Linked DNA regions of Hordeum vulgare: regions 1 and 3 are each linked to region 2. Evidence: chromatin contacts called from public Hi-C data. All regions are on one chromosome and are shown on one strand. The core of a region is the stretch at or near the end of the contact, and the rest is flanking DNA. Distances in the headings are between cores, read along the strand shown. Region 1 holds the start of LOC123449612 (UDP-glycosyltransferase TURAN). Region 2 holds the start of LOC123449619 (protein WHAT'S THIS FACTOR 1 homolog, chloroplastic). Region 3 holds the start of LOC123449615 (protein TIFY 11c-like).

What was found. Hi-C and Micro-C count contacts between places; a contact is called where the count stands out from the background.
Region 1: a Hi-C map of seedling shows a contact between it and region 2, with 2.6 times the contacts expected there. The contact joins the promoter of LOC123449612 here to the promoter of LOC123449619 in region 2. A contact is called at or near these places in 2 of 6 Hi-C or Micro-C datasets (leaf and seedling) and 1 of 1 datasets of contacts at active chromatin or transcription factors (embryo).
Region 3: a contact with region 2 is called in a Hi-C map of leaf, with 2.0 times the contacts expected there. The contact joins the promoter of LOC123449615 here to the promoter of LOC123449619 in region 2. A contact is called at or near these places in 2 of 6 Hi-C or Micro-C datasets (both in leaf).

Annotation. Positions count from the first base shown.
Region 1 is chr4H:569,491,738-569,494,651 of MorexV3_pseudomolecules_assembly, forward strand. It overlaps LOC123449612 (UDP-glycosyltransferase TURAN), which reads right to left and starts at 1,323. Exons shown (of 17, transcript XM_045126895.1): 1 at 1,080-1,323; 2 at 247-404. The coding sequence starts at 357. It overlaps LOC123449614 (a long non-coding RNA gene), which reads left to right and starts at 1,489. Exons shown (of 2, transcript XR_006632029.1): 1 at 1,489-1,618.
Region 2 is chr4H:569,705,222-569,708,065 of MorexV3_pseudomolecules_assembly, forward strand. LOC123449619 (protein WHAT'S THIS FACTOR 1 homolog, chloroplastic) reads left to right here and starts at 1,368. Exons shown (of 1, transcript XM_045126900.1): 1 at 1,368-2,844. The coding sequence starts at 2,168.
Region 3 is chr4H:569,525,909-569,528,977 of MorexV3_pseudomolecules_assembly, forward strand. LOC123449615 (protein TIFY 11c-like) reads left to right here and starts at 1,409. Exons shown (of 3, transcript XM_045126897.1): 1 at 1,409-1,961; 2 at 2,096-2,283; 3 at 2,382-2,824. The coding sequence starts at 1,726. The coding sequence ends at 2,581.

The sequences.
Region 1 (2,914 bases), core at 73-2,572, 210 kb before region 2:
AGAAGAATAGCGAACAACTAAGTCTAAGATACAATAAAACACACCAAAAAAAAAAAACTATGCTGGCACACTAGAATGTTTCGCTCAATGCTCTCAAAAATCTCTTCCACTAGTTGAAAAACAATACACACACAGTATGCCTGGTAAATGTTCATAGTCAATTGACACACTGTAGCGTCACCGCACAGTCATCTAGTCCAATCCAACCAAAACAGACGAGCAATTACGGATTCGATGGATGAGTACCTGGTTGGCGAGGGAGAGGGAGTGGTATTGCATGCGCGGGCTGCGGCCGATGTCGCCCAACACAACCACCGCTGCGCGCTTCCTCCTTCCTGCCTCCTCCGCCATCACCATCGACCCTTCGTGCAGAGGGAGCGAGGGAGGGGGACGCGGTGTTGGATCTAGGATTTGAAAACACGGTGGTCCACCTTAAGATTTTTTTACCACAAATATGGCATGCCAACATATTAGCATGGAATTAATTTAACAAAAGCACAACAGAAATAGACCAGTATGGTATTATAAACATATTAAAATTCACGATTAATCCTGAGCTTTACATAAGAAAAGCCTACATATGTTCAACAACTAAGCCTTCTTCTTTGCTTCATGCTTTCAAGAGAAAAAAGGCAACATCTCCGGTCCTCTTCATTACAATTATACAATATCTTTTCACATTCTATCAATAAATCAGTTAAACATTAAGCATCCTAGTTGTACAATGTCACGGTGGGCACAGAAATCCTAGCCCCTTGCCCTAACCCCTAATGAATCAATCTGTCATAAATCGACATGTCAGACTCACACTATGACACAATTAACCCAAGGCCGCGCTTGGAATGGTTGTAATTAAATACGTGGGTGTTTACTTTACACTTGTATCTTACCGGCTGCTCAGCAAAATCCGTCCGGAAACGAAACGACGAGCCGAGGTCTGTAATTTTTACAGGTGTATTTGGAGGAAACACGACAATCCAATCACGGTTTTATTCGCTAATCTTCATTCTGTCCAGATCCAGTGCCTGATTTCTATCAATAAAAATCGGGGAGTGCTCGAGTGGGGACTGACAACCTACCTCCGTCGCGCTGCTGGCAGGCTAGCGGCTGCCGATGCCGACCGTCGTCGGGCAGGACTGCTCCTGGGCTGCCGCGGACCGCAGTGATGTGCCTGGCGGGCGCCTCCCTGATGTGGTATAACGAGCGGCGCTGCGGCGGTGGATTCCTTCCGCTGGCCCCGTTGCGTGCTCCAGCCGTGGAGACGACGAGTGGCCGGCGGTAGTATTGGGGCCGGCCCAAAATCTCAGGTTAGGGGGCGGACTGGCAGCGACCGGCGGCGATGGGGACGGAGGAGCGCTGCTATACTCTTCTGTTCGGATCCAAAACGGCTGAAGTCCTGAACTGGTGGCCCCGCCTGTCAGGGTCATTGACGGGTCCAATTGCGATAACTACCCACGTCGGGGCCTTCCCTGAAACATTCCATCACGGCCGGCCGCAACCTTGGGTTTCCTCTGCGGGAGACGGCGGCGGCTGAAGGCCGGGCTGCTCCGCCCGATGCATCGCGACGGCGGGTCGGCGGCGGCTCGCGGCAAGCAGCCCATCTACACCAACCTTGTCGGTGAGCCCGCACAACCCTAGCGTTGTTAAGCTATTTTCTGTACTATATGCGCTGCGCGCTTAGGGCAACTCTAATCCATCCCCAAAACTTAAATTCCCGAATATTTCTGGGTGGGGATTCGACATTCTCCGGCTATGCCTTAGCTTACAAGTAGTTTTAAACTATGTGGGAAATTCGTTGCAGAGCTTGCTGTGGGAAACATTGTGAAATGTGTTCTGCATATGATTAGAGGGGAGGACAAGGACACAGAGGACAATGGTGATGAATCTTGCAGTGCGAAGGATAACCATCATAGAGAACACTCCGGTGGCTGATAAAAGCAGCAAAGTGTATCATGTGGCGTGTTTCTCTTCTTGATGTCTAATTGAGTCAGTGTTCTTGAATATTGCTTACTTCTTGAGCAATTATTTATTCTAACGTGATTGGAGAATTTGACCATGGATGGTTTGAAACATAACAGAAGCTTATCATCCCAGTTCTCAAGTTTGTCATCTGGGACCGACATTCTGATTTCTGTGTGTGATACATTTAGCGGCTGCAGATAAGAACTTAGAATGGAAGAAGCCTCAAACATGATAAAATTGCTGCCATTATTGAACTGATTCAAGCGATCGACATATGATATGCCAGATTGTGGAGCAAGAACTGGAGTACATTTCTACAGTATATGCTATTCACTTTCATATACGGACTATACATTTCAACAGTCTTGTCACGCCTCAAAACAACAGAAAGGGTTCACTATTGTCTCACAAATTATTTGCTGTGAATGATCATAAAATTGAGCTGCTCCGAATGTCCCTGTTCTACATGCCCTAAATTTATTTTGTTTTGTTAACTGCCACAATTACAGAACAGATAACTAAGCTAGAAAATTGGTTTTTCAACAATTAAAATGTGTTCTATATCCAAGATGGTAAACAAAGGACTTCAATATGCAGAATATGCAACAAAAGTGTAGTTATTGCGGCAGTGGGTACCAATGGATACACTTGCTGCACAATAATATGGTTTCAACTGCTTGTTATAGTACCAACCAGAGGTGTTGTTTTCCAGTACGTTATCCATTTGATTATGTCATCCTGTCCAGATTTTTCATTTCTGAAGTAACTATCGTGAGTAGGATCATGTTAGTAGTGTAACTTTATATGTGGTATAATATCAGTCATCGTGTTAAGCACATATGCATGCTAGATGCATGGCAGTTAAACTATTTACTTCTTTTACATCTATAGATGTTTATCATCTTATGGCCTCTCTGTTACAGTTTCACACTTGGTGTAAATAGAATAACCT
Region 2 (2,844 bases), core at 118-2,617:
ATGGTGGAAAATCTTTTCTTCGAAAGAGAGATCACTAAATTTGTCAAGAATGTTTCTTAATTATTTTATTGTAGTTACCATATTTATATACCTCTTCGGACCATCTTAAATTTCTCCCTATTCTTTAGCTTCTACTCCCCCGTCCCGAAATGTAAGACGCTTTTTAACACTCCACTAGTGTCAAAAAACATCTTACAATATGGGATGGAGGGAGTAGCTACTTACGCATTATGATCCGTTCAAAGAATTGTTATATATTCACTCCGCCTTTCCAACACAATTTGCTACATCGACACATCTGTGGATAAAATGCAATATAAGTAATCACTGGCGGATCCACCATTGGGGCAAGCTGGGACGGCCGCCCCGGCTCTCCGACGACGGTTCAGGGTATTTCCCGTGCCTAGCGACCTTCGCACAACACAATGAAGCTTCGTCATCATCCACCATCCGGACAAACCTTAATTTCTAGGTCCGTCACTGTAGGTAATGGTTGGCACCAAGCCGTAGATTTGCTTCAGAAACCACTCATGCGCACATGAATACAAGTTGGTTTATCTTATCGACAATCCAGACTATAAAACCATCCTGAATTATTCTCCAAGTCTGAAGTACAAGCAGGGATTAAAAACTATATTGCCACTTTATTTTGTTGATCATTCAGACGAGGAAAAGTATGTTGAATGCTGTTCCAGGTCCAAAGTACAAGCAGACATTACATTACCATATTACCACTTTTTATTTGATCGACCATTCAGACTAGAAAAGGGTCGCTCAATTTTTTTTTCTGTCTGAAGTATAAGCAGACATTAGTGAAGCTACATATCCCCCTTCTCCCAGCACCAGCCATCTCATTGACTCAAGGTGCCTTACAGGCCAACTTCGACATCATATTGGCGGCTTTCTGCAGATGTGAAAAGAAAAAGGAATAAAACGGTTAGAACGGTCTGACAAATTGGGAGCCAGGAGCATTGTAACCTTATGGGCTAAATATAGGACAATTATTTGAATTTGATTTGTAACATTCAGCAGTTATCTGTAACTAAGATTCGCTGATAGTCATACAATGTGACAAATTGTAGGAACTAGCACTTGAAGCAATTAAATAATCATTCTGAGATAGGCAGCCCTGAGCACATGATTGATGATTCCTCTATGGACAATTATCTTTGGTAAATTTGTAAATTGTAGCAATTTCAAGATGGGCTCAGGGTGTTCTAACTTAGCTTCTCTCTGTACTACAATGTCCCTGAGATTTGGTTGAATCTTGGCTTCGCAATAGCACTTCATTCAGTATACGCATGAATGCAAAATGGGTTATCAGGAACAAAGAATATGATGAGAACACCTGAAGAAATTACAAACCTGTTCGGTGTGACCCCCGCCGTGTCGGGCTTGAGCTGCGCGACGTACACGTTGGTGAGCCCCGTCTCGGCCCCGATGTCGGAGAAGCTCTTCCCGGACTTGGCCTTGGCCTCCATCAGCTTCTGCACCGCCGCCGCCCTCGCGCCGCTGTCCTCCATGGCCGCTCGCGTCGCCTGAGATGTGCAGGAGTGGGAGTGGGAGTGCAGAGGACGAAGAAGAGAGCTGTGAGTGAACTGGCCCCGGTTGCGCCGGCTTATATGGCCGCGCCGGATACGCCATGGGGCATCGGGTGGCGGGCGCACCAGCACCACGGCGGCTATGCGACGGGGAAATTGTCGGCAGTGCCAGTGAGTGGCGGCACGCGGCGGCTATGCGACGGGGAAATTGTCGGCAGTGCCAGTGAGTGGCGGCACGCGGCGGCTATGCGACGGGGAAAGCACACGGCGGGGGTCCTGGTACAGTTCACCGGCACGCGGCGGCTAAGCGATGGGATGTTTTGGTACTGGGCCGGGGAATAAGTGTTTATTGGGTCAGCCCAGCTGAGTTCTATACGGGCCGATTTGGTTCTCTTTGGGCCTTTATCTTGCCCCGCCATTCTCTCGTCCGGACTGGAAACTCAAGACATTCCTCTCCGCGGCGCTCTCCGTTCCTCTCTGGCCCCTCCAGCCTCCTCGGCCACCTGCCCCCCCCTCGCCGCCGATCAGCAGCGCATTAGCTTGGGATCTCGATTTGATCATCCTCCGGGTGAGCCCATACCTTCGCGTTACTCCCCTCCGAGTCGTTTCCGGCGGCACCGCACGCCATGCGCGCCATGTGTTCGCGCAATTGCCTGGCCGAGCTGCTCCGGCGCCTTGGCCAGGTCCAGCCGCGCTGCCCCTCCCAGCTATCTCCCGCGCGCTCCATGACGCGCGGCCGGAGCGTGAACGAGCGGAGCAAGAAGAAGCGCGTGAACGACCTCGAGGTGGTGATCGAGCGCTGCAAGGTGGTCTCCAAGGTGCTCGCCGTGGTGGACGCGCTCAAGGTGGAGGAGGAGCACGTCACCCCTCTCAAGCGCCTCGAGATCCTGCGCCCGCAGCTCGGGCTCGCCAAGCCGCACAAGGTCGCCCACTTCGTGCACAGCTCGCCGCAGCTCTTCGAGGTCTGCCGCGACAGCCGCGGCGTCATGTGGGCCGGCCTCTCGCCGCAGGCTGAGGCGCTCGTCGAGGAGGAGGCACGCCTGCTGGAGGAGCACTCCCCCACTGCTGCAGAGTACGTGACGAGGCTGCTCATGATGTCGGTGCAACGGCGCCTGCCTGTTGACAAGATCGCACATTTCCGGCGTGACATGGGGCTTCCTCATGATTTTCGGACACGGTGGGTGCACATGTTCCCTGAGCTGTTTAGGTTGATCACACTGGAGGATGGCGACTACTTGCAACTTGTTTCCTGGAACACAAACTGGGCGGTCACTGAGCATGAGAAGAATATGGCAGCATTGGC
Region 3 (3,069 bases), core at 159-2,658, 180 kb before region 2:
AGCCAGCTTTCGGTGAAGAAACTTACTAGAAAATACAGGTGACTGGTGATCACGCGGCCAAGGACACAGCGGAGGCAACCACTCCACGGGAGCTTTAGCTAATCTAATCTAACTGATCCTGTGCGTGCATGATTAGTCGATGTGTTAACATAATGGTGGCAAGCTCATCGACGCGACGTAGGACAGAGAGGCTAGTACGATGCGGCCAAACCGATCCCATTGTCTATCCACGCATGCTTTGCACCAGGCCGTTGGGACCATTGTATATCCTAGTACTATATCGTCCGGTGTACGTAGGACGTACGTCGTGCACGCACTCCATCGATTCCTTGCGCATTCGGCGTGGCGCCTTCTCTATATTCTACTGTATCTGCCACCGCGACGACTTGCACGCGTCAACGACAAGATGCTAGCTAGCGTCAGTGGATCGATGGATGGATGAACGAAGCTTCTCGCTCCGTTCGTATCACGGGATGATCGATCGATGTAGGTGGCAGGCAGCGTCTCCGGCGGGCGGCGCTGCGGTCGACGTCGTGGGTGGGATAGACGGCCGAGTAAGTACGTTAAATCGTGCCCCTACTCGCAAGAGAAAATATTGGTGTCTTCTCCATGATGATCGAGGCCGTTCGTTCGTTCGTTCCCATGCAATTTGGGCCGACCGATGCGGTGCCCCGGCCCGCATCTTTCTGCGTGCTTTCACACTTTCTTCGCCGTAGGTGGGAGTTGTACAGCAGAGAATGGCTTGGTGTGCCGTTCCCTGCCACCTTTGCACGTCCCATGCATGACATTGGCTCTTTATATGTTGTGATCGTGTTCATTAAACTGCCTACTTAGTCATCCTAAGCTTTTGTTGCGAGCATGTGCTCACTTTCGTTAACTTGTCCTGTCGACTCCGAGGCACTAGCCAGTTAGCACTTTTTCAGTTGATGTGTTTGAATTGGATTTTGGTTATTGCTTTTCAGCACGAACTGCCTTTTACACTCATTTACCCTTAACTTTCTTATCACGCTAGTTTTGCATAGTCAAGCAACGCTGCTTATTACATAAGGGTTCAAGTCCTAAACCTGATATTGATGGTTGCATTTTAGTATTTATTTATTCCGGACCTTTTGACGGCTTCATCGCTATCTAGTTGATGTGTCGATCATGTTCATAGAATAAGAAATACGTGTATATATGTTTATAAAGATAAATGTATGTGATGTATAAGTGTGTACGTCTATACCGTGTTTAAAAAAACGGCCCTATTCCAGGGGAGTACGGGACCCCACCATCATCCCACGAACCGCGCGCACCGCATGCGCCACCATCGTCCCCCACATTCCCCTTTGCACGCTCGACGCCACCACCGGCACCAGGCCGCGCACATGCACAACACCCCCACAAATACACACGCACACGCCGACCGAAGGAAACCCCACGGCGAAATTGGGCGAGACGTGCGGTGCCGGGAGGGAGGGAGGGAGGCGGACTATCACTAGTCGCACCCCGTCTCCGGTCGACCGTCGCCCGGCGCCTGCCTTTCACGTGCCGCTTTCCTTTCCTTTCCTTTCCTGCCCGCGAAACAGGAATTAGGCCTATTCTTTACTGGTCCAGCTGTACGCGCCCGCGAAAAGAGAGAGAGGCGGCCGAGACTTAACCCCCCGCCGGACGGACGCACACATACGTACCTCGGCGGGCACGGGCCTCGTCGGTTCCTTCCGCGCCAGATCGTTCGACTTCGACATGGGAGCGGAGCAGCAGCAGCAGCAGCAGGCGGCCAAGGCCGCTGGCGGCAGCAGGTTGGCCGCGGCGTTTGGGCTGCTCCGGCAGTACATCAAGGAGCAGCCCGGCGGCGTGGTCACCATGGGCCTCATGCCGGGCGGCGGGGATGGTGTTCAGGCGGTGGCGTCGGAGGAGAGGATCCGGACCATGGAGCTCTTCCCCCAGCACGCCGGCATGGTCAGGGCCTCCCACGACAGGTACGTGCGCGCGCGCGCGCGAACTAGAGCTTCGATCGTGCCGGCCAGTCTTGCTCATGCCGGGAGACCGGAGCACGTCGTGAGCTCTTCGAAAATACTCGCTCCTGTTTGATGCTTGTGCTGTTTTTGATTAGGACGGGGCCTGAGAGAGCGCCGCTGACCATCTTCTACGGCGGGAGGACGGTGGTGTTCGACGACTTCCCCGCCGAGAAGGCCGGGGAGCTCATGCAGCTCGCCGGCTCCTTCATCGCGCCGCCGCCCGCCTCCGACGCCGCCGCCGAGCCCGTCTGCCAGAGCGCGCCGGGGCAGCCTTGGTTGGCAGGTAAGGATCGCGCTACGCTCGTATTATATTACAAATCAAAATCCATACTGTCCGTGCTCCGCTGACGAAGGCTTTGCGGCGTGCGCGCGCTTGTCCAGACCTGCCGATCGCGAGGAAGGCGTCGCTCCACAGGTTCCTCGAGAAGAGGAAGAGCAGGCTCGCCACGGTCGATCCGTACCCTGCGCCGTTGGCGGCGCCAGGGGCTGCGGCGGCCAAGGAGACGGCCGGCGGCAAGCGTGCGCCGGAAGACGGCGGCGCGCCGTGGCTCGGCGTCAACTCCGCGCTCCAGCTGAACTGAAGGATTTGACGAGCCCCGGAGAGGAATAAATCGCTGCCTTGCTGCTTCTCCACGTAGTAGCGTATACTGTAGTAGTAGTAGTACTCTGCTACGTGGATCCTTAATTGTTGCCGTTTTTATCTTACGCCCGCTAATTAACCGCGTGCCCCTGGGTAAATATATACCCTCGGCTAAGTAGTGGGGTATGTTCTTCATGTGTCTGAGAATTCTTTGGTGTCGAATAAAAGAATTCTTTCATGCTGATGGGATGGATTTGTTACTGTATATGCAAGTTTACTAATTACGCATCTTAGTTTTGTAAGCTGGATTAAGTGTAGTGATGGCCAGCAATATGTTATTTTTACTGGTTATTTTTAATTATGTGTTAGTGTGTTCTGTCATATGTGAAAAATGGTTTTTGGGTACGGCAGTACGTGCCGCCGCCTCTAACTCATCTTTATACCGCAGCAACATCTTATAGCAGATGACTTACACAATCATCCTTGCGT